Regions from separate parts of the Mus musculus genome. Here regions 1, 3 and 4 are each linked to region 2. Evidence: chromatin contacts called from public promoter capture Hi-C data. All regions are on one chromosome and are shown on one strand. The core of a region is the stretch at or near the end of the contact, and the rest is flanking DNA. Distances in the headings are between cores, read along the strand shown.

Region 1 (2,700 bases), core at 21-2,520, 530 kb before region 2:
GTAACTAACAATGGGCTGTGTTGCCTTGAGTACCCACGGGCAGAGCTAGTTGTCTCTTCTTGCACACTAGTGTGGACATAAGACAAAGGGTCCCTTTGACAAGGGCACAAGAGCGATGGACTAAATGGGCCTTTTCCACTTTCATGTCTCGAGGTTAATGTTCTTTTTGTTTACAACATCTCCAAGTATCTCTTACTTCAGGAGGTTCTGGTAGGAACAGGCTGCCCCGGTTTGATATCCTGTACTTAGCTATGTCTGACAAGGCATTCTTTTGTACTGTGCTGATTTGGACCACTCTATGATGGAAGCTTCATGCTGTTAAGAAGGTACTCTGTGAAAACAGACACTATATTATATTTTTATATAATATGTCTACTTTTGAATCACAAGCCATTAGCAAAATCAATGATGGCCATGGTTTGAACATCTCCTCCATCATGCCTGTGGAAATCAACTACCATGGTAACAATATTAAGAACTGAGGCCTTTCAGAGGTGTTTGAGTGCTGGCAGTTCTAAGTCATGCGTAGGTTAACGCTGCTATCAAGAGAATGGGTTACTTATCTCAGAAACAGGCTCCTGCAAACAAAGGATGTGTTTGGCTACTTTTCTCTTCTGCTGTGTTATGATGTAGCAAGAAGGTGCTCAAGGAAAAACAAAACAAAACAAAACAACCTACCTAAAGGTTAAGAGTGAAAATCAAATCTTTGCTATTTTGCCATGGGAAGATGTTCAGGCAGGAGGAAGTGAGTTCCCTGTGGAATCTGCTATCATCAGGCACAGATGGGGGAGCAGTTCGTGGCCTTGGAGAACGCAGGTCAAGGTTCTGGTTCCTTCTAAGTCATAAGAGGGGTGGGGGGAGCTCCTTGGATTGTGATCAAAAAGGCAACTAGATCCAAAGACAAGAGCACCCCAGATGGTAGTCATTTAGACTTTTGTATCTGAGGATGCTGCTACACAGGTACCGTGTTTTTGCTATGTGAGAAAGCCATCAGTCACCTGGACAAGACAGCCCTCTTTCTGTGTTTAGCTCATTTGCAGGACAGACAGTTGAATGAGTCATTAAATAAACACGGAATGATAAGTGTAGGATCTGTTTCTAGGCTTGTCAGAGGTAAATAAGGGTAACTATTTGGGAGTCTTGTGGGTGTCACATGGCATGCACACCATTTGAGAGTGTACCCGTTTGCCGGGGCTGCATAACAAATACCACAGAGAGGGCAACCTAAAACAGCAGACAGCTATGTCCTCACAGCGCTTGTCTAAGGCCAAGTCATGGACTGGCTTGCTTCCAAGGCTTGTAGCTGATCTCCCTGTGTGTGTCAGAGTCCTAATGTCCTCCTATAAAGGTAGGTTGGATGAATGCCTACTCAAATGACCATTTTAACTCAATTTCACATTCAAATGGTCTGTCTTAATACGCAGCCATTCTACGTTATAGAAGTGGAGGATCAAACCTTGTGCATATACATTTTGGGGCTATAACTTAGCCCACAACAGAGGCTCTTATCTAAACATGCAGGGGAAAGTGGATCTCTGCATGGTGTCATTCCTAGGAACACAGAAGGTGGGAGCTTTCCCACAAGACTGGAGGATAGCCCTTGCCCCAGGAGTAAAGAGATGTTCACACTCTTAGGGAGTGGTCCCTTGTGTGTTTTTCTCCCCTGAAGCCTCCCACTGGCCCTCTGGAAGGGCAGAAAGGAAAGAGATTGCTATCAGAACCAGAGGGGCTAAAGAGAATTACTGAGAAAGGGAGTAAAGAAAATATATATGGGGAGCAGGGGGTAGCCGAGGGGCTGTAATCTGTAGTTGACAGTGAGAGAGACAATGAGACCCAGATATAGCTGAAGGCTCAACCTGAGGAGAGAAAGGAGTCTAGGCAGGGAACTAGAGAGGTGAGTAAAGAGATGACTCCCCCTCACTCGAAAGTCTCTGCCAGGTTGATTTGTGGCAACAGTTCGCCCTTCACCACCCTGGGAACTCTTCCGTGTATATATATTTGTTGCCAAGCAAGAAGTCAGAGGTCTGGGTTATATGTCCCTGTCATCAGCCGAGGAGAGCCAGGGACAGGGCTCCATCTGTAGCATCCAGGTTCTTCTTGCACACTTCTACCTGGTACAGTAGGGGCCCTTGACTTTGCACAGAGAATTTCAGCCTGAGCCGGTACGAAGCAGAGTTGGAGTTTATTCAGAAGAAAAATATTAACACAGATTTCAGCACAGGGGCTGAAGAAAGAGGGTCATCTGGGGACAGATGGGACACACCCAGGAATGGGTGGGGGCTTCTTAAGGGACAGTGTTGCTTAAATGTCCAGCAATAGCAGTCTATAGTATTTGGGTAGCTTTTGGAATTACGTTGCTCAGAGGGATTTCTTTATCTCCGTATAGATCATGAGATTACAGAGGGGCTCTGCAGGTGCCTGGGACAGGGCTGCAATCCATTAAGGCAAGGCATGGGACTAAGGTTGTACAAGAAAGCAAAGGCATATCTTTTAGGTAAATGAAGGGACTGGGACGATCCTTGGGAGAGTCCTGGAAAACTGCAAGCTTGTAACTGAGAAAGGACTAGTGAATATATACTGGAATATAAGTGAATATACTGGAGGTCATATATGCATTGCCCTTAAACATGATGTTCCGACATTTTAACGGTCTTCTTTGAAATATATATAAAGTACATAAAGGTAACACTGTCTCTGTGT
Region 2 (2,700 bases), core at 91-2,590:
TTTAAGTCTTTTTACTTTCCCGAGTTAAAACAGTTCATTCATAGTTTACAGGTAATTTATCAAAAGCCAGATTTAAAGAAAGAAAGAAAACCCCAATGGTCTAAGGTTGTAGTGTGCATATGTGCCTTGCATGCCTGGCACGATGGAAGCCCTGGGTTCATCCCCACCACTTCATCCACGGGGTGTGGTGACACCCTGAAACCCAGCACCCCAGAGGTACAGGCACAAGGATCATAAGTTCAAGGACGTGCTAGCTAGGGCACCAACTTACAACGCAGCCAGGGTTACCTACATGAGACTCGGTCTCAACATCTGTCTTATGTCCCCACCACCACACTCCCAAGCCAAAATCCCTAACAGCTATAATTCAAAGTCATACTAGTTACTAAGTAGAAGCCAAGCACTTCTGTGTGCTTGGCCAAAGAGTTCATAACATGGCTCGTTATTTCTCATGCCCTGGGCCACAGAAACTTAGAGAAAGAAAAGGAATTCTTTCTGGTGACCACTCAAACTAGTTGTTTTTATAAACTAGCAAAATTAATGGACATGGCGGGCAAGGGGGAACAAGTTTCTACGTTTTTACATTCTGCCAAGTTTTTAGCCCAGGTCAATCGTTGGAAAGAATAAACTTACAAAGCTCGAAATAACTTTTTCGCAGCATATTTTCAACCAGCAAAAACTGGCTGGAAAAGGGAGGGGAGGGGAGAGAAATTAGAAAAGGAAGGAGGAGGCCATCCGGCCATACTCTACGGTAGCGGCTGACAAGCAGCCGGAGGAAGGGGACGGATTTGGACACCGAGCCTCGCGGTCCACACAGACCGCGATGGGCGAGCGAGGGGGCCGGGCGAACACGATCCACGCGCCGAGGAGAAGAATCTACAGTGGGCGAATGAATGGAGGCGCGCCGGCGTGTGGCTAGCGACACGTCAGCGCAGAGCTTGGGGACGGGCGGCCCGCGGCGAGCGCGGGCGGAGAAGCGAGGCCGACCCTGGCGTGGGTCCTGCGGACCGCGGGCTTCGGGCCCGCGCTCGCTGAGGACGCCGAGCTGCGGGGGGTCCCGGGGCGGGGGATAGCATGGCCCACGAGAGCCGGGCCGGGGGTCGGCCGCGGTCCCCAACCCAGCCCCGCGTCTCTCACCTCCGGGGCCGCCTCGGAGCAGCACGGCGGCGGGAAAGGCCAGCAGGAACAGCAGCAGCAGGCGGGGGAGGAGTCTCATGGTACGGCCGGTCAGCGTCCGGTGCGGGTCCGCTAGGGCTCTCGGAGGCTCTGGCGGTAATGGCGTTACTCTTCATCCGGGCCGCGGTGGAGGGGCGGGGCACGCACGCACGCGCGCCATCCGTCGCCCCTCCCCGCCACCGTCGACGTGGCCTCTAAGCGCCCAGGGGCGGGGCCTGCGGGCCGGGAGATCACGTGGCCGGCGGTGGCGGGGACCAGGGGAGCCTACGGGCTCCCGCGAGAGCCTAGCTGAGCAGGCTTATCTCTTCCAGATGCTTAGCATCGCTTTGTCCCCCGTTGCTTTGAGGGGCCAAGGAGTGGAAACTTCCCGCATGTGTGGCAGTTGAAAGACAGAAAGTAAAGGATATGGATAACGACAAAATAAATAAATAAAAATAAAAAGCCGAAAGTGATGTCTCACATTGTAACCCCAGAGTTTGAGAGATGGAGGCAGGAGGATTGCAGCGAGCTGGAGACCAGCCTGGGCTATGTAGCGAGTTCGGGGCAAGACTGGGCTACAGAGTTAATACCTTGTCACAAAATTCTACCCCCCCTGCAATAAACAATCGGAGTTCTGGAGTTTTATTCTTTTAAATTTGACTGTCTCTCTGGTGTATAATTGCCAGTGCACAGATAGATGTAAAGGTCAGTCAAAGGACAACTTCTAGGGAACTGATTCTCTCCACATTTTAGATGGGTTCTGGGCTTGAACTCTGATCATTAGAGGTTCAGTTCTGTAATTTTTCTTAACAACCCAAACTTAGCAATTACCTAGCCTTTCTGCAGTTTCTACGCCAAAGATCTCACTTCTGGCATATTTCTGGCAACTTCAGCTGGTCAGTGTGAAACACTCGGGATGTAGTGGCTGCGCTGAGAACCTCCAGCCACAATCCTGATTCAGGGACTGTCTTGGTTACTTTTCTGTTGCTGTGAAGAGATACCATTACCAAGGCAACTTATAAAAGAAAGTGTTTGATTTGTAGGCTTGTTTACAGTCTCAGAGGGTGAGTTCCTGACCATCGCATCAGAGAGAATGGGAGCAGGCAGGCAGTGCTAACGTGGAAGCTGAGAGCTTATATGTTCAGCCCCAAAGGACAAGGCAGAGAGGTAAGTCCAATGGTACGGACTTTTGAAACCTCAAAGCCCACACCCAACAATGCACCTCCTCACATAAGTCCTTACCAAACAGTTCCACCAACTGGGATGTAACATTCAAACACAAGCCTACTGGGGCAGTTCTCATTCAAACCACTACACAGGTTAAGCAGCCACCAGGATCATTGGAGCCTCTGAGCCACAGAGGGACAAATAAACTCCCCTCAGAATTGTTGAAGATGACTGAAGTGGAAGTCACAGACCATATCTCAACTTAATTAACCCCAGTAGGTTCAGATCAGATGAACACATGTCTGACCTGAACAGGGGAAAGAGACTGTCTATAAATTCTATGAACATTAAGGAGTCAGAAGTGCCACCACCTGAAGT
Region 3 (2,700 bases), core at 43-2,542, 590 kb after region 2:
GCTAGCACTAGGGAGGTCAAGGGTGAGAAGATTGCAAACTGAAGGACATTTTGGGTACATGGTGGGCTCCAGGGCAGGCTAGACTGTATACTAAGGGGGGGGGGAGGAGGAGAAGGACAAAAAGGAGGGAAAGAGGGTGAGGGAGGAGGAGAGGAAGAGGGAAAGGGAGGATCCAGTGAGCCAGTCATGGTGACACTTGCCTGTAATCCCAGCACTGAGAACAACATCCATTGTTTAAAGTTATCCTCAGCAGTAAGGCACATTTGAAGCCAGCCTGGGATACTTGGGATCCAATGTAAATGAATGAATGAATGAATGAATGAATGAATGAATAAATAAATAAATAAATAAATAAATAAATAAATGTAAAACAAACAAAAACTAACAACAAAGCGATTCATGTCCTGACAGTTCACAGGGGAGAAACAGAGCCCCAGGAAGGTGGGCTAACTTGTCCAGGGTCACACACACACAGATTTTAAGGACATTTCTACAAACCCTAGGATACCAAGTTCTCTCCTCCATAGCATGTTGATTTTGAGGTGGGGGTATCTCTCCATTAACTGGGGTCTCAGGTGTGTTTTAAGTAGCAAGAAGTGGGGCTACAGGAGGTGAGATTCCAGGACCCCCCCCCCCACACACACACAAGTAGCTAAGGCTTGAACAGTGAGGCTGAACAAGGCGAGCCAGGGAGGGAACTGGGGGATCACTATAAGATGACCAGGGAGGAAGGCAGATGGATGGAGACTTGAAGCTGACGCATCCCTGCCACCTTTGAGCAGCAACCAGAGGGTGTGGCTTCTTTAATATAATGTGTCTGGCCACAGTAACGGTAAGAGCAGGCAGTGCCCATTGCACCTGTCAGCCAGTGCACTGGTGAGAAATAGGACAAGACGATGTGGCCAGGGCAAGATGATGTCATTTGCAACTAATGAATGTGGCAGGAGTGCAGATGTCTGGGAAATGGATGTGTTCTTCTCTTTTCTGTGAAGCTATAGTCTTCTATGGGTCCCAGGTCTTCCTTAAAAGTACTCAAGCCAATGCGATGAGTCTAAAGGGTTTTGTTTTTTACAGTGCTGGGGCTAGAACACAGTGCTCTACCACTGAGATGCAGCCCTGTTTGAGTTTACAGTTTCTACATCCCTTGCCGTACAAGCCCAAGGCATTGCTGCATATAGCCTTTGTTTTCGTAGCATATCTTTCATACGGACAGCTGCCAGGGTGCTTGGCCCTTTAAGGAGAACCCTCTGCTGTGCTGTTAGCAGCATCACTTCTGAGACACAGAACTGGGTTGTTTTTATACCAAGCCACCCATCCAGAGAAGAACTTACTCAGACCTATGCTAAGAACTAAGGAAACAGATACAGAGCCGTGGCAGCTGCTGCCAAGAAGTTGTTTGGCTCGCCAGTGGAATTTCCTAGTTCCCATGTTGCTCTTGGCTGTGAAAAAATTAGATGTTTGAAATGTTATTATCTAAAAAGGATAGGTTATGCCACTTAGTGAGAGGGAAAGACCTCATGGGTGTGACGGGGTGGGAGGGAGTGCTGGTGGAGATCTTAGCAGGGGCCCAGGAGAGAGCCTGAGCAACCAGCTCTTTACAGAATGACAAGCTGTGTCACTATCCCTACAACTTGAGTGAAGGGTGGCAAAATGACATTCTGGGGTTGCTTTCAATGGCCTTTAAGAAAGAGAGCCAGCCGGGGGTGGTGGCGCACACCTTTAATCCCAGCACTCGGGAGGCAGAGGCAGGTGGATTTCTGAGTTCGAGGCCAGCCTGATCTACAGAGTGAGTTCCAGGACAGCCAGGACTATACAGAGAAACCCTGTCTCGAAAAAAACCAAAAGAGAGAGAGAGAGAGAGAGAGAGAGAGAGAGAGAGAGAGAGAGAGGGAGAGAGAGAGAGAGAGAGAGAGAGAGAGAGAGAGAGAGAGAGAGCCAATTCTCTGTTCCAGAAGGAAGACAGTCCTCAGGAATGCTTGCTAGATACTCAAGTGGAACAAGCTGGTGAAGCCAGTGTGGTGACTCAGTCTTAAAATCCCAGTATTCCGAAGGCTGAGGCATGACTATTGAGCATTTGAGGCCAACCTGGGCTACATCATAAGTTGCGGGATCTTTAGAGAATGTTTCCAAGATCTTACCTCAAAGTGGAAAACAAAGAAAGAAACAATCCCAGGCTTATTCATAAGGAACATTGAAGCTGATGTGGCTTTGCTGTTTACAGTTAATGAGGCATTTGGTTCTTCAGGCAGCTCAGCTCAGCAGTCATATGTGGCCAGTGGCCTCACTACTGTACATCATGAGCTCAGGACATTTCCTCTATTCCAGAAATATTACTGGGCTATTTGGAAGTGGAGTGTGTCGCCACTCTAGAGGCCGTGGGACCTGGGAGAATGGAGCTGGTAAGTTACTCGGACAAAAAGTCTCACACACTGGCAACTTTTATTCAGAGCACCAGACAGTTTATCCTCTGAGGGGTAAAGAAAGGTCACCTGGGTAACGTTATCAAGAGTTCAAGCTGTAAGCAATCACAAGGGCAAGCTACATGCTGGTAGCAAAAATGTGGTTTTCCATAGAGGTATATAAAGGATACATGCAATCGAGTAGCACCAGCAAGCAATAACAGATAATCTGAAGGAAAGCCGTCGTTCCTCTCTGCTACACCCGGGAAGAGCACAAAAACACATTCCAGGAATAAGTCTA
Region 4 (2,700 bases), core at 130-2,629, 550 kb before region 2:
CTCAAGCTGTGAAGGAATTCCTCCTGCCATCAATAAACTGATGCATCAATGAAACATTCAACAGTTGCTTCTCTCTTGCCTGCTTTGTTACAGCCGAGTACACTGACAGTTACCCAAAGACAAACTCTAGGAAGCAAACAAAACCTGTCTCCCGTAACAAAAAAAGGTGGGGAAACCCAGGGACAAACCCATGATTTGAGATTACCATGCCCAGGACTCTCCAGGATAGCTCTTGCTCACCGGCAGCTGTGTAGGAAGCTAACGAAACAGCCAGGGTTCAGAAGCCCAGCGAGGCTTCTCTCCACAGAGGTGGAAACCGCACAGGCTAGGGTGGGGCTGTCTAGAGACACTCAGCTTACCTTACCTTGCTAAACTCCTCTCATGGCTCATCTGTAAAGGATGGGTGGGTGTAAAGCGTGCCTCTCAGGACTGTCAGAAGGGGTAAGCGAAGCACGTAAATGCCACTGATACATGCCAAGGGCATTGTGGTCCAGCCATCTTCCCCACACTCAAAGTGCAGTGCCAAGCATCGGCCTGGAGGCCGAAAGTAAAATAGAACCTTGCTGAGAGGCAGAAGCCTGTAGCTGAGCTCGCCTTTGTCAGGTGCCCAGAACTTCACAGGTGGGCACTAATTGTCTTGAGAGTTCTTCTTTCTCCCCCCCCCCCCCAGTATGCAGAGAAAACCGCAGCTTAACATTGGGGGCAGGTTGAGCATTGTTCTCCTCACTATCTTTTGCATTTGACCAAGAACAGTGGTGTTTTGAAGAACAATATTTGGACAAGACTCAGCCCTGTCCTATGCTGTCACTGCAGGAGATGCAGGCTCTTCGTGGGCAGAGACAAGTCCAGTCATGGGAAGACAGAAGGCAGGGGCACAAGCCACCCCACCCCAGTGCAGCTTGCCCTCAGATTTCCTCTCCCCTCCCTTTCTTAGACACACCAGCTGCAGCTTTCTCCTCCTGTCTTGTGAAATGTCCCAGTCCACTACAAGGCTCGTGCAAATGCAAACCTCGGCCTTCCAGGAACCTAGCAAACTGTCTGCCCTGGAGTCACATCCAGTAAAAAGGCGGGGCCAGGCCAAAGCCACAGCCACAGAGAGTGGGAAGCCCAAAGCGTAACCCCAAACTCAGCAAGACTTTCTCTTATGGCTTTGGCAGATCAACCAGTCATTTTGCCTTGGTTTCCCATCCCAGCAATGAGAGCTACAGGCTCGCTCGCTTCCTTTACAAGTGTGTTGTAGAAGAATGTGGGAGAAAGGCCGTTTTGCATGTACTGACGGATGGAATGTAGAGGGAGTGCAAAATACCATTAGGGCATAATTGTGGGCAAACTCCCAGCCCCACCCTTTAGCAAACCATATTCCTCAGAGACTGGTGTTTTGCCACTTCTCTGCACTGTTAAAACAGTTTAAAAATATAGTGGGCCATTCTCTCCTCCTCCCCCCACCCCCAACCCGGTGCTATTTTTAGTCCACGTTGGTTTATTTCTCCACTGTGGCAGCAGCATCCTTTCCCTTTGGGCATCTGTATCTTTTTTTGGTGCCCCCCACAATATCCCATTACATCTTTCTACTATTTAGAGAGCCCAAAGATTCAGGACTCAGGCCTGCCTGGTCTGCCTGAGCTAGAATTTACCCCAAAGCAGACAGAGACTCAACTCAGGAAGGGGGTACAGGGAGCAGGAGTGACAGAAGCGGAGGCATGAATGTCTTGTCACATAGCCACTGAGGAAAGTCTGGAGACATCTGGGAATTTATAGCAACCACTCGCTATGTACCAGTAGCATCACCAGCCTGCGGGGTGAGGAAAGGGGCTTTCATCCCTTGGCTGCTGTCCCCAGACCCTTTTGGTTCCTTGTTCCAGCATGAACACATGGGGCCTCTCAGGCTTTTCTCCTGGGGTAACAAAGGCTGCAGGACTCCGGTGGTAAAGACAGCTCAGTCGACTGCACGCCCAACCTGTGACTGAGATAAGACTCAAATCTTAGACAATAAGAGATAGACACTAGAGTTTGGATCTTAAAAGTCTCCCCGGAGTCTGGTGTGTTAAGGGTTTTTGTTTGTAACTTGAGTCCTTTTTGCAAGGTTGTAAAGATTTTAAAGCTTTTGAAAGGTAGGTAGAGTAAAAGTTAGGTTTAGAGAATGTGCTCTCGATAGGTGGGGTACTGGGACCACTAGCTGAGTCCTCTCTGCCGCTGGTCATACCCTCCTCCTCCTCTCCCTCCTCCTCCTCCTCCTCCTCCTCTCCCTCCTCCTCCTCCTTCTCTCCTTCCTCTCCCTCCTCCTCCCCTTCCCCCTCCTTCTCTACCTCTTCCCCTTCCCCCTCCTTCTCTACCTCCTCCTCAGCTCCCATCTTCTCTCCTCCTCCCCTCCCTCTCCCTTCCTCTTCCCCTTCTTGGCTGTCAGGAGTCCAGTGGCCTCCTTATCACGGCCTCCCACGGCCTTAAAAACAATGAAGCCCAATGACCACAGATTGCGACCTCTGAGCCAGAACAAACCTTCCTCCTTGGAGGATGCTTATCTCAGGGAAGGCAGACTCTCCAGCATAAGCAACCACAGCTGCTTATGAAGTAAGCCAGAAAGAGCCAAACATCAAGCAAGGCCAGCTCCTCGACAAAGTGAGTTCAAGGCCAGCTTGGACAATTAATGAGACTTTGTCAAAAAAAAAAAAATTAAAAGAAAGACATAAATCCGTAGAAAAG

The links. Promoter capture Hi-C pulls out the DNA fragments that hold promoters and counts their contacts.
Region 1: a contact with region 2 is called in a promoter capture Hi-C map of liver. The contact joins the enhancer-like site here to the promoter of Ssr1 in region 2. A contact is called at or near these places in 15 of 39 promoter capture datasets (the C10 cell line, the HPC-7 cell line, cranial neural crest and 9 more), 1 of 15 datasets of contacts at CTCF or cohesin (large pre-B cells), 3 of 484 Hi-C or Micro-C datasets (bone marrow-derived macrophages, cerebral cortex and embryonic stem cells), 31 of 115 datasets of contacts at active chromatin or transcription factors (DN3 thymocytes, the SCID.adh cell line, T-cell acute lymphoblastic leukemia and 24 more) and 3 of 9 other capture datasets (adipose tissue, embryonic stem cells and pancreatic islet).
Region 3: a contact with region 2 is called in a promoter capture Hi-C map of liver, with 2.2 times the contacts expected there. The contact joins the enhancer-like site here to the promoter of Ssr1 in region 2. A contact is called at or near these places in 13 of 39 promoter capture datasets (the 3T3-L1 cell line, 3T3-L1-derived adipocytes, the C10 cell line and 8 more), 1 of 484 Hi-C or Micro-C datasets (ventral hippocampal neurons), 6 of 115 datasets of contacts at active chromatin or transcription factors (craniofacial prominence, extraembryonic endoderm stem cells, neural tube and 3 more) and 1 of 9 other capture datasets (embryonic stem cells).
Region 4: a contact with region 2 is called in a promoter capture Hi-C map of the HPC-7 cell line, with 8 times the contacts expected there. The contact joins the enhancer-like site here to the promoter of Ssr1 in region 2. A contact is called at or near these places in 19 of 39 promoter capture datasets (the 3T3-L1 cell line, 3T3-L1-derived adipocytes, the C10 cell line and 12 more), 1 of 15 datasets of contacts at CTCF or cohesin (large pre-B cells), 5 of 484 Hi-C or Micro-C datasets (B cells, bone marrow-derived macrophages, cerebral cortex and 1 more), 38 of 115 datasets of contacts at active chromatin or transcription factors (the 230-238 cell line, DN3 thymocytes, acute myeloid leukemia and 27 more) and 4 of 9 other capture datasets (adipose tissue, embryonic stem cells, liver and 1 more).

What each region holds. Positions count from the first base shown.
Region 1 is chr13:37,464,676-37,467,375 of GRCm38.p6, forward strand. No RefSeq gene overlaps it. Among named protein-coding and RNA genes, the nearest start is that of Gm40914, 21 kb to the right of the region's middle. Within about 2 kb of position 1,271, at least 12 of the 459 cell types and tissues checked have an H3K27ac peak or open chromatin away from gene starts, as enhancers often do. A contact at or near this core is called in liver and trophoblast stem cells, where this site is marked.
Region 2 is chr13:37,992,868-37,995,567 of GRCm38.p6, forward strand. It overlaps Ssr1 (signal sequence receptor, alpha), which reads right to left and starts at 1,341. Exons shown (of 8, transcript NM_025965.4): 1 at 1,138-1,341. The coding sequence starts at 1,216.
Region 3 is chr13:38,581,554-38,584,253 of GRCm38.p6, forward strand. No RefSeq gene overlaps it. Among named protein-coding and RNA genes, the nearest start is that of Gm40922, 28 kb to the left of the region's middle. Within about 2 kb of position 1,293, at least 12 of the 459 cell types and tissues checked have an H3K27ac peak or open chromatin away from gene starts, as enhancers often do. A contact at or near this core is called in liver and neural tube, where this site is marked.
Region 4 is chr13:37,439,817-37,442,516 of GRCm38.p6, forward strand. No RefSeq gene overlaps it. Among named protein-coding and RNA genes, the nearest start is that of Gm4035, 6.0 kb to the left of the region's middle. Within about 2 kb of position 1,380, at least 106 of the 459 cell types and tissues checked have an H3K27ac peak or open chromatin away from gene starts, as enhancers often do. A contact at or near this core is called in the 230-238 cell line, B cells, the HPC-7 cell line and 10 more, where this site is marked.